2 separate regions of the Pan troglodytes genome follow, and region 1 is linked to region 2. A link is a contact called in public Hi-C data. All regions are on one chromosome and are shown on one strand. The core of a region is the stretch at or near the end of the contact, and the rest is flanking DNA. Distances in the headings are between cores, read along the strand shown. Region 1 overlaps CDYL (chromodomain Y like). Region 2 holds the start of CDYL (chromodomain Y like).

Region 1 (3,826 bases), core at 1,322-3,821, 170 kb after region 2:
TTAAAATACAAACCACCATGCCTCCTATGGTCACTTTGCATGTTCTCCATAATATCACGCTGAATGTACACATAATATTGTGCTTTTTGGTAGCTCTGCGGTCATAAGAAAATCGGATGTGTCAGCCAGTGCCTTCTGGGTCCTGGCTCCGTTTTCCCGTGTAGGCTTTTCCCTGGCTCCACTTGTGAGCCTGCTGGTGCCTCGCCAGGTGCAGCTCACTCCTCCCTCCAGCGTTGAATTCTCTCGGACAGAGGCTGTGGGCTTGTGGCGCTGGGATCAGTAGTAAGAGCAGAGGAAAGCTGGATCCAGTCAGGTTTAAGTGGAGATCTCCTTTGTTGAACTTGATGTCACTTTAAAAGTTCACTTTCATCAGCTCCCTGCTCCGTCCACTCTCCCTACTCCACACAAAAAGCTGGATTGATATTCTTGTGAAGAGCCAAGTCCTGCTTTAGGAAAACCAACTTGTTTCTTCTTTATGTGACTATATTTTTGTCAATGTGAATTTTCCTTAATGTAGTCTGGCAAGATCAGAAAAATAATTAGTTACACCAGAGTCACTTAACCTTTCCTTTCTTATTTGCATTTAAATTAATTTTTATGTGGATAAAAGCTCTTCCTGTGTATATTTTTCATTTCTCTGGTGTCTTGTCTCATGTTCCTTAAAACTTGGAGGCAAAGGACTTCATTGCAGCAAGTTTCCAAAGGAAAAGCGGGAAACAAACAGGAAGATGGGGTTTCATATTAGGTCACCAGGTATCTAGAGCAGCTGACTTCGTGACGAGGATTGGTGGTTTGCAGTTTGCAGGGTAATTGCAACAAAAATATTCTGCACCTTTGTGGTTAGAACAAAATTATTTCAAGTTCATGAACAGCATTAGGCTTTTGAAGTCTGCCAGAACCAGTAGCTGCCACTGGGTTATAAGGACCAGGAGACTTCTCTCCCCAAAAGTGAGGTTTCTTCTTCCTCCCACAGAGGGAGACCGGGGGCCCTGCCCAAGCAGTGCCCCAGGGGCAAGAGGATTTGGGAGAGAACAAAGTGAGCCAGTAAACATGCCCCATGACCCTGACCTGTACCCCATTAGTCCTTCAAACGAAGGTGCCATTCAAATGAGAGAGACCTCAGCCATGGAAAGCAGCACACTGGCTGCCCAACTTCAGGTCCCTGCTGCCTCCTTCTCCCCAAACGTTCCTTTGACAGTCCCTACATCTTATGTGATTTTCCAACTGTTTGATATCTCCAGATTAGTAAATGTCCTTTAAAGGAAGAGTTTTGTTTAATTATAAAGTCTTTTTAGACTAATTATGTGGCAAATATCAGCCTCCTTCCCTGCCATACCCAACAACAGCCTTGAATTCAATTCCAAAGGAACAAATTTAACTTCAGTGTGTTGCATGGCACACATTTGAGTGTTCATACATTTTGATTTCAAGTTTAAAACACACTTGGCTGAAGCCCACAGAAGCAGGGGCTACTTGGGAGAGGACCATCCCAGGCTTGAAGGCAGCCCCTGCCTCGCCTCTGGTTCCTTGTGCCTTGATTTGCAGCTCCCTTGGTTAAGCCTTTATGGTCCTGGGAAGTTTCTACTAGGCAGAGAAAGCATTTCTGTAAAGGTTTTCTTTTCTAAAACAAAACGAGTCTCTGTGTGCACCACATCCATTTCTGGCATCTCAGGGCTCACTATTCAGAATGGCCAGTTCCCATTCCCTGAAAAGGGAAGGGGCTCTTTGCTTCAGAGCATGCTGGTTCATTCATACCCCGTCCAGAAAGAGCCACCAGCTTCAGGTGAAGTCACCATTCCAGGCAGAAGTAAAAATAAAATTTCAGTTCCAAAAAACGCCTTCAGCCTATCAAAATCTAAGTTTCGGCTTATCAATATCTATTAATATTTTAGAAGCAGATTTTTTAATACAAATATATGGGCATGGGGGCAAGGATATATGAAATAATTCCTTTTACTGTTTCTCTGTAGAATTACCTTCTTATTACCTTGATTTTGATCATCCCTTTTATGTTAATTTATTGCCCCATCTGTGGTTTCCAGATGTCAGCCAGGGCAACGGCTATAACAGTTTGCCTTCTGTTCCATAAGGCAGATGAAATTGGAGCTACTCAGATTTTGGAAACAGCTGTTCCTTATCATTGAGAGACAGTTCAGCAGTTTTACCTTTTCATGAGTCATCAGTTACTGGGCCTAGGAAATGTATTTCCATCTTGTGTCATTGACCCCATATCCTCAAAAGATGACACAACTGAAATAGCTTCATGTAGTTCTTCTAGGCTTATTTCAAGAGTCTGCTTAAAAGGTTGTCTGCCACTCTGATCATTAAACCCCAGTGTGATCTTTCTAACAATGCCTCAGGCTCTCTCATTTAGAAAGACTTAGTGCAACTCATTCATTTGAATGAGTTAATTCTTGCTCAATGCAAAGATCCCACAAACCTTGGGGGCTAGGCTGAGGTCCAGCCGCTAAACTCTGCAATTCCTCACTCTCCTGTTCATACACACACAGACACAACCCTCCTCACCTCCCTGACCTGCCCCTGCCAAAAAATATGAGTCATCCGTCAGTGTCTCGGGGAGTTGAGTGGGGAGCTATCTCAGATGCTGAGTCATGATTTTCAGAGAAGATCTGAACAGATTGCTGTGGTTTTAAATTGCTGAATTGTAGAGAGCATCTAGATTGTTATTTTCAGTATTAAAGATGGGGGTCAGGTTTAGAATCCAGCAAGTGAAAAGCTGTCCTTACTCTGCACTTCTGATCTAGAACTCAGCCTACACTGAAGGGACTATCTTGTGTTTCTTCTTTTCTCCACTGTGTGAAATCATAACAAGAAACAACCTCTGAGCATAAGATCAGCTTCTAGTATTTGGGGGAAGAAAATGCACGTTCCTAAAGTGGTATGACACCAAGCTACCCTACACTGAAAAGCAGCCTACTTTTCCAGCCTGATCTAAAGCAAATCCCAAAATAGCATGGGCTTGATTTATTAAACCTCTATCCTGTGCAGAGGCTGCCCCACGCCTGACCCCACTGTCCTCCGAACTCCTGCTGCAGCCGTACCCTCCAGCCCGCAGTGGAGCAGGATGTGGGTACAGGCCTGAGCCCTGTGCTGTTTGCTCTTCTTGTTTGCGGGTTGCATGTCTTGAGCCAGCCTGTGACACTCTTGTCTCTGTATCCCCCAGACTGTTCAGTCCACTTCCACATAAACTCAGGAAATAGCAATTATTGCCAAATAATCAGCGAGCTGTCTGAAATCATGAACCAAGGCCAGACCCAGATCCCAGGGTTTTTGTGACCCCTAATCCACCACCGTACACTTAACACCAGGCAGTCTTAGTATGCCCTGGGCCAGATTTCCTCTGTGACAGCTTCTTGATTTGTCTTATGAAGCCCAGAATATGTATTGGGCTCCTGTGTCTTCGAGGAAAGACAGTTTGGGGAGCAAGATGTGTTGTTTATAGAGCCCGAGAGCCACCTGCAAATTCCAGTGCAGCTCATGGCTGCATGTTACCCTGTGGCCTTCACGTAGGGCCTGTAGCGACAGCCACCACATGCGTGGGCTCCAGGCTGTCACCAAACCTTTACAACACGTAGTAAATAAGTCTAGGGTCCACAACTGCTGGGGAAGGCCTTAAACAAATCTCAAGTCTTCAGGATTTCCGTAGCATTTACATCTTGGTAAATTGAATTCCATAATAGACTTTTCCTTTGCTCAAATATGCAATGTTTTGAGTAATTCCCCATTTATTTTTCATTTTAGAAACTTCGTGAATACTTTCATTCAATTTAAGAAGCCCATTATTGTAGCAGTCAATGGCCCAGCC
Region 2 (4,237 bases), core at 895-3,394:
TGCCTTCAAGGAACTTACAACTTTTGTTGATAAATTGGTAAACCTAGAGAGAAGGCAACAATGAAATGCAGCATATAATGGAAATGCTAAGTGAGAGGAAAGAGGCGCTGTTTGGAGGAGGGAGAGGGAATTGGCTGGGCCATCAGGGAAAGAGGCAGAGCTTGAGGCGCCTTGACCAGTTGATGAAGTGGTGGCTTTAATTTGCGATTCTTGTGCAAGCATTTGATAATGGGAATTGGATGTGTAGGTATTGGGCTTTCTCGTGGACACTGAAATTCCATTCATTGAACAACACCTTATTTCCTGTATAGAGAATGGTGCTAGGGGCCAGCGTCAAATTTGAAGATGAAGTCTGATTGAAGGTCATCGTTTGGAGTTGGGGTGGGGTGAAGAGTAGACAAACCTTAAAATACAGAGACGAGTGTTGCAGTGAGCACGCGTGAGTGCTTAGGCAGCGCTTGAAGAGGGAGTTACCGATTTGGCCCTGGAAGTCAGGAAGGCTATCCTTTTAAGGTGATCCCTGAGCTGGGAGTTTGTTTCAAACGGTGGGGACCGCAGGTAGAAGCACCGCTTAAGGGGAACGGCGATTCGACTCGCAGTGACTTAAGGGTTGGCGTGGTGCTTGTTCCTGGGCGTGGGGAGGACAGGAAACCGCGGGGTCTGTGAAACGCCCCGTGGTTGTTGAAACGCTGTTGGGGGGCACAAACGAATAGGGTTTTAGGAAGAAAACTGGTGGGAGGAGCCTTGTGGCTCCAAGGTAGGTTAGGAACTGGAGCGAGATGGAGCACGGAGGAGTGAGGCGGCCCGAAGGATGCCCGGGGAGACATGGAGGAACTGGCGAGGGCTTCCCGATGCAGGGCCTGGGGGAGAAGGTGAACTAATGCCTCTGCAGTGCCCCGTGGGGAAGTTCCGCATACTCGGCCAGAGTGATCGGAGTTGGCGGCTGTCTGGGGGAGTTGGGTCAGGAAGCCCCTTCTTTCGCCACCGATGGGGCACGTCCAGGGCCCGGCAGGTGTGCCCTGGCAGTAGATCTTCCCTGGGAAGTGGAGCGCGGGCCAGCCCTCGCTGTTCTGAGCGAGGGCCTGTCGTGTAGTCCACACCGTTCCGCGAAAGGAACCATCATTGACAGCCTCGTTCGATTAGAACCCGGACCTCCCTGGAATCCAGACTCGGTCCCCTCCCAGCTGCGCTTCGGAGGAGGCGGACGCTCCAAGAGGAACCCAGAGGCCTGGCGTGGGGGGAGCTGCGGGCAGAGCGGAGGCAGCCGCGCCCTCGCGCCGCCCTCCGCCGCGCCCGGCTCCCGCCCCCCGGATCCCACCCCCGGCCTGCCGCGGAGCCAGCGTGCCAGCCGGAGCTCCCCGGGCCACCCCGCGGGGCGCGCGGCCCGGGCTCCGGGTCTTGGCGGCGGCCGGTGGGGCGGGCATGGGGTGGGTGCTCCACCTGGCCACGCCGCCGGCCCTTCGCCGGCTGGCCCGGCCCCGGACGGGCGGGCGCACGGAGGCCGCCTCTTGGGCTCCTCCTGGAGGGAGGCGCGCGGTAGACGGCGCGGCCGCTGCCGTCGGGGCGGTGGGCTCCAGACGCGGGCCGGCTCGCTCGCATGGTTCCCTGCCCCATCTCGGGTCCGTCGCTGCCCGCCCTGGTGTGCACAACCGCGCTGCGCCTCGAACCTCGAGGTCCAGGTCCCGCCTGCCCTGGGCCGGGCCGCAAGCGCCCACGTCGAGGCGGGCTGGGGGGCGGTGCCGCGAGCCAGGCCGACCCCGAAAGCGGGACTGGGGAAGTCGGAGCCCCGCCCACCACCCCGCCCCCGCGCTCGCGGCCCCGCCCCCGCTGCCCCGCTCCTCCCCTTCCTGCCGGCTCGCTCCCGGCCCCGCCGGCCGCCCGCCTCGGCCCCGAGCGGAGCCCACTGCTCCCCTCGGCTGCCCCGCCCCGCCGCCGCCCCGCCCCTCCCGCGCGGGCGGCCCGAAAACCCGGAGCGCGGGAGCGCGGCTCCGCAGGGCCGGGCGGCCGCACTGGGCATGCTCAGTAGCCGGGGCAGGTTTTTTGGTCGCAAGTAGGAAGCTTTCTGCACTACACCGGAGAGGGGAGCCGCGATCCGGCCGCGCCGCCCGCACGCCGCCGCGCCCGCCCCAGCCCGCCCGGCCCCGCGGCGGGGCGCGATGAGCCCGAGCGCGAGCCGGCCCGCCGGGGAGTGAGCGCGGGGCGCCCAGGGCGCGTTGCGCAGCTGCTCCTGCGCACAACCCCGCCGCGCCGCCGGCCCGCACTGGCCGCGGAGTGCAAGAGGCTCGTCCGTGCCCAGCGCCCGGCCGGCCGCGGGAGCAGGAAGCGCAGGCCACGCAGGACCCAACTGAAACAAAGTGTCGGCCGCCCGGCGCCGGCGCCCGCCCCGACCCTGCCCCTCCCGCCCGCAACTCCGCCGCCCACCATGGCTTCCGAGGAGCTGTACGAGGTACCTCCCCTCCCCCCGGCCTCGGGCCGCCCCCCGCCCGCCGCCCCTCCCGGCCCGGCCGCGCCGCCCGACGGCCCCGCTCGCCGCCCGCGCCCGCCGCGTCCCCTCCCCCGCCGCGGCCGCAGTTTGCTGGACGGGAAATGTGTGTGAGGGGAGCCCGAGCCTCCGTTCCGAGGGGCCCGGCCGGGGGGTCTTGAAGTTGCCGGGCGTGGGGTGGGGGGGTGGGGGTCCCAGCCGTGGGGAAGTGGTGCTGACACAAGTGACTTGCTCGGACTGAGCTCAAAGTGCTCTTGGCGTGGGTCATGGAAGTGGAGCCTCCGTTGCCGCTCGGCGGGGACCGTGGGCGGTACGGGGGGTGGGGTGGGGGGGTTTTCTTGACCATTTGATAAAGCATTTGGGAGAGGGTTTTGCCCCTGGTCGGGGGGTGGCGGGGAGAAGACCGGTGCAAACGCTTTCGACTTTGCTGTTCGCCAAAGCGATGCAAAATCTCGCACCGAAAATGCTAAACGTTGACCACATGCTTTAATTAGGTTAGCATTGTGGCCAGAGCCAGGAAATTTAAATTTAACGCTGATACACCGTCATTCATTTGCGCCGCAGCGTTGCAAATGAGAAGGGCATAGCCAGAACTGTAAGTTATGGTCGATGGGTTTAAACCAGCTTCAAGTTTGAGAGTTACCAATTTGGATCTTTAGACATGTTTTGTATGTCTCCATGTAACTTCTTTTGACGTATTTCAAAGTAGACTTCCTGGGAGTACAGAAGTTTGGAAGGCTTTCTGTTCTTCTGGATAAATGATTCTCTTGTTTCACATGTATTTATAAATAAGTTCCTAAGAGACTTAAAACTTGCGAAGACTCTCTAGACTCACCTTTATGATGCGTTTAGGGACCTGGGTGTTGAGGGACTTAAGGAAGCATCTGTAACAAGTAGAGCCCTGTGGCCGCAGGGATCCTTTCAGTTGTCTTCTCTTATGGGCGTATTATTGCTGTTGGCATAGAATAGAGCTTTGTTGTCTGCGATGTTAGTCTTCTAGCAACTTTTTTGTTGCTTTTTAAGAGCAAGTGTTTGCAGAAGTTCTCAGGAGGAAGCTGCCATCTGTAGAATTAAGGGTAAGGTTGTTGCTTCTCCTTACATTGTATGTGGTCAGTATACCTTAGCTGGTACTGAAAATGTTCCATTCTTTTCAACCGTTTTACACATTAGCTGTGCCCCGCTGTATTCAGGATACTATTTTAGGTCATTTGGGGATGTAAAAGAAGAAAAATCTCCCTGTTCTCAGGAGCTTTCCTTCTAGGAAGGAAAGTGTTGTGTGTCTGGAAGACACAGAAATGGAGGCTAGGATGTTTGAGGTTGAGGTCTTCCAGGTGAAGTCTGTACAGGGGGAAGTACATAGCATGAGGGTATGGGGGATTTTAGTTTCTACATTAGATCATTCTTTGGTTGTTTAGTCATGGGTGTTCACTCTTGGCATTTGCTTTTATGAGTATGATTACATAATCAGTTCCATCAGTGGATGAGAGTAGCACCTTATACGTAAGTTGTATCCTATGTGTGTAAGAATGATTCTGAAGACAGCACATTTCCCATTAGTATATTATGAACTAAGTTTAGTTCCTTCTGTGCTTATTCTATATCTTCAGGTTTCTATTCCTAACAGAAGTTATTAATGAGTAACATTTTGTACTAAGTTTGTGTTCATTTAACGTTTATTGAATGCTTGCCATATGGAGGTTTCATGGGGAAATATTGAGGTGTGAGAATGGTTCATGCTTTCAAGGAGTGTCTGTT

The links. Hi-C and Micro-C count contacts between places; a contact is called where the count stands out from the background.
Region 1: a Hi-C map of blood shows a contact between it and region 2, with 5 times the contacts expected there. The contact joins the enhancer-like site here to the promoter of CDYL in region 2. A contact is called at or near these places in 2 of 7 Hi-C or Micro-C datasets (blood and stem cell-derived neural progenitor cells) and 1 of 1 datasets of contacts at active chromatin or transcription factors (stem cell-derived excitatory neurons).

Annotation. Positions count from the first base shown.
Region 1 is chr5:10,895,445-10,899,270 of NHGRI_mPanTro3-v2.0_pri, forward strand. It overlaps CDYL (chromodomain Y like), which reads left to right. Exons shown (of 7, transcript NM_001369152.1): 5 at 3,763-3,826. Among named protein-coding and RNA genes, the nearest start is that of RPP40, 62 kb to the right of the region's middle. Within about 2 kb of position 2,572, at least 8 of the 24 cell types and tissues checked have an H3K27ac peak or open chromatin away from gene starts, as enhancers often do.
Region 2 is chr5:10,728,946-10,733,182 of NHGRI_mPanTro3-v2.0_pri, forward strand. It overlaps CDYL (chromodomain Y like), which reads left to right and starts at 2,145. Exons shown (of 7, transcript NM_001369152.1): 1 at 2,145-2,446. The coding sequence starts at 2,423.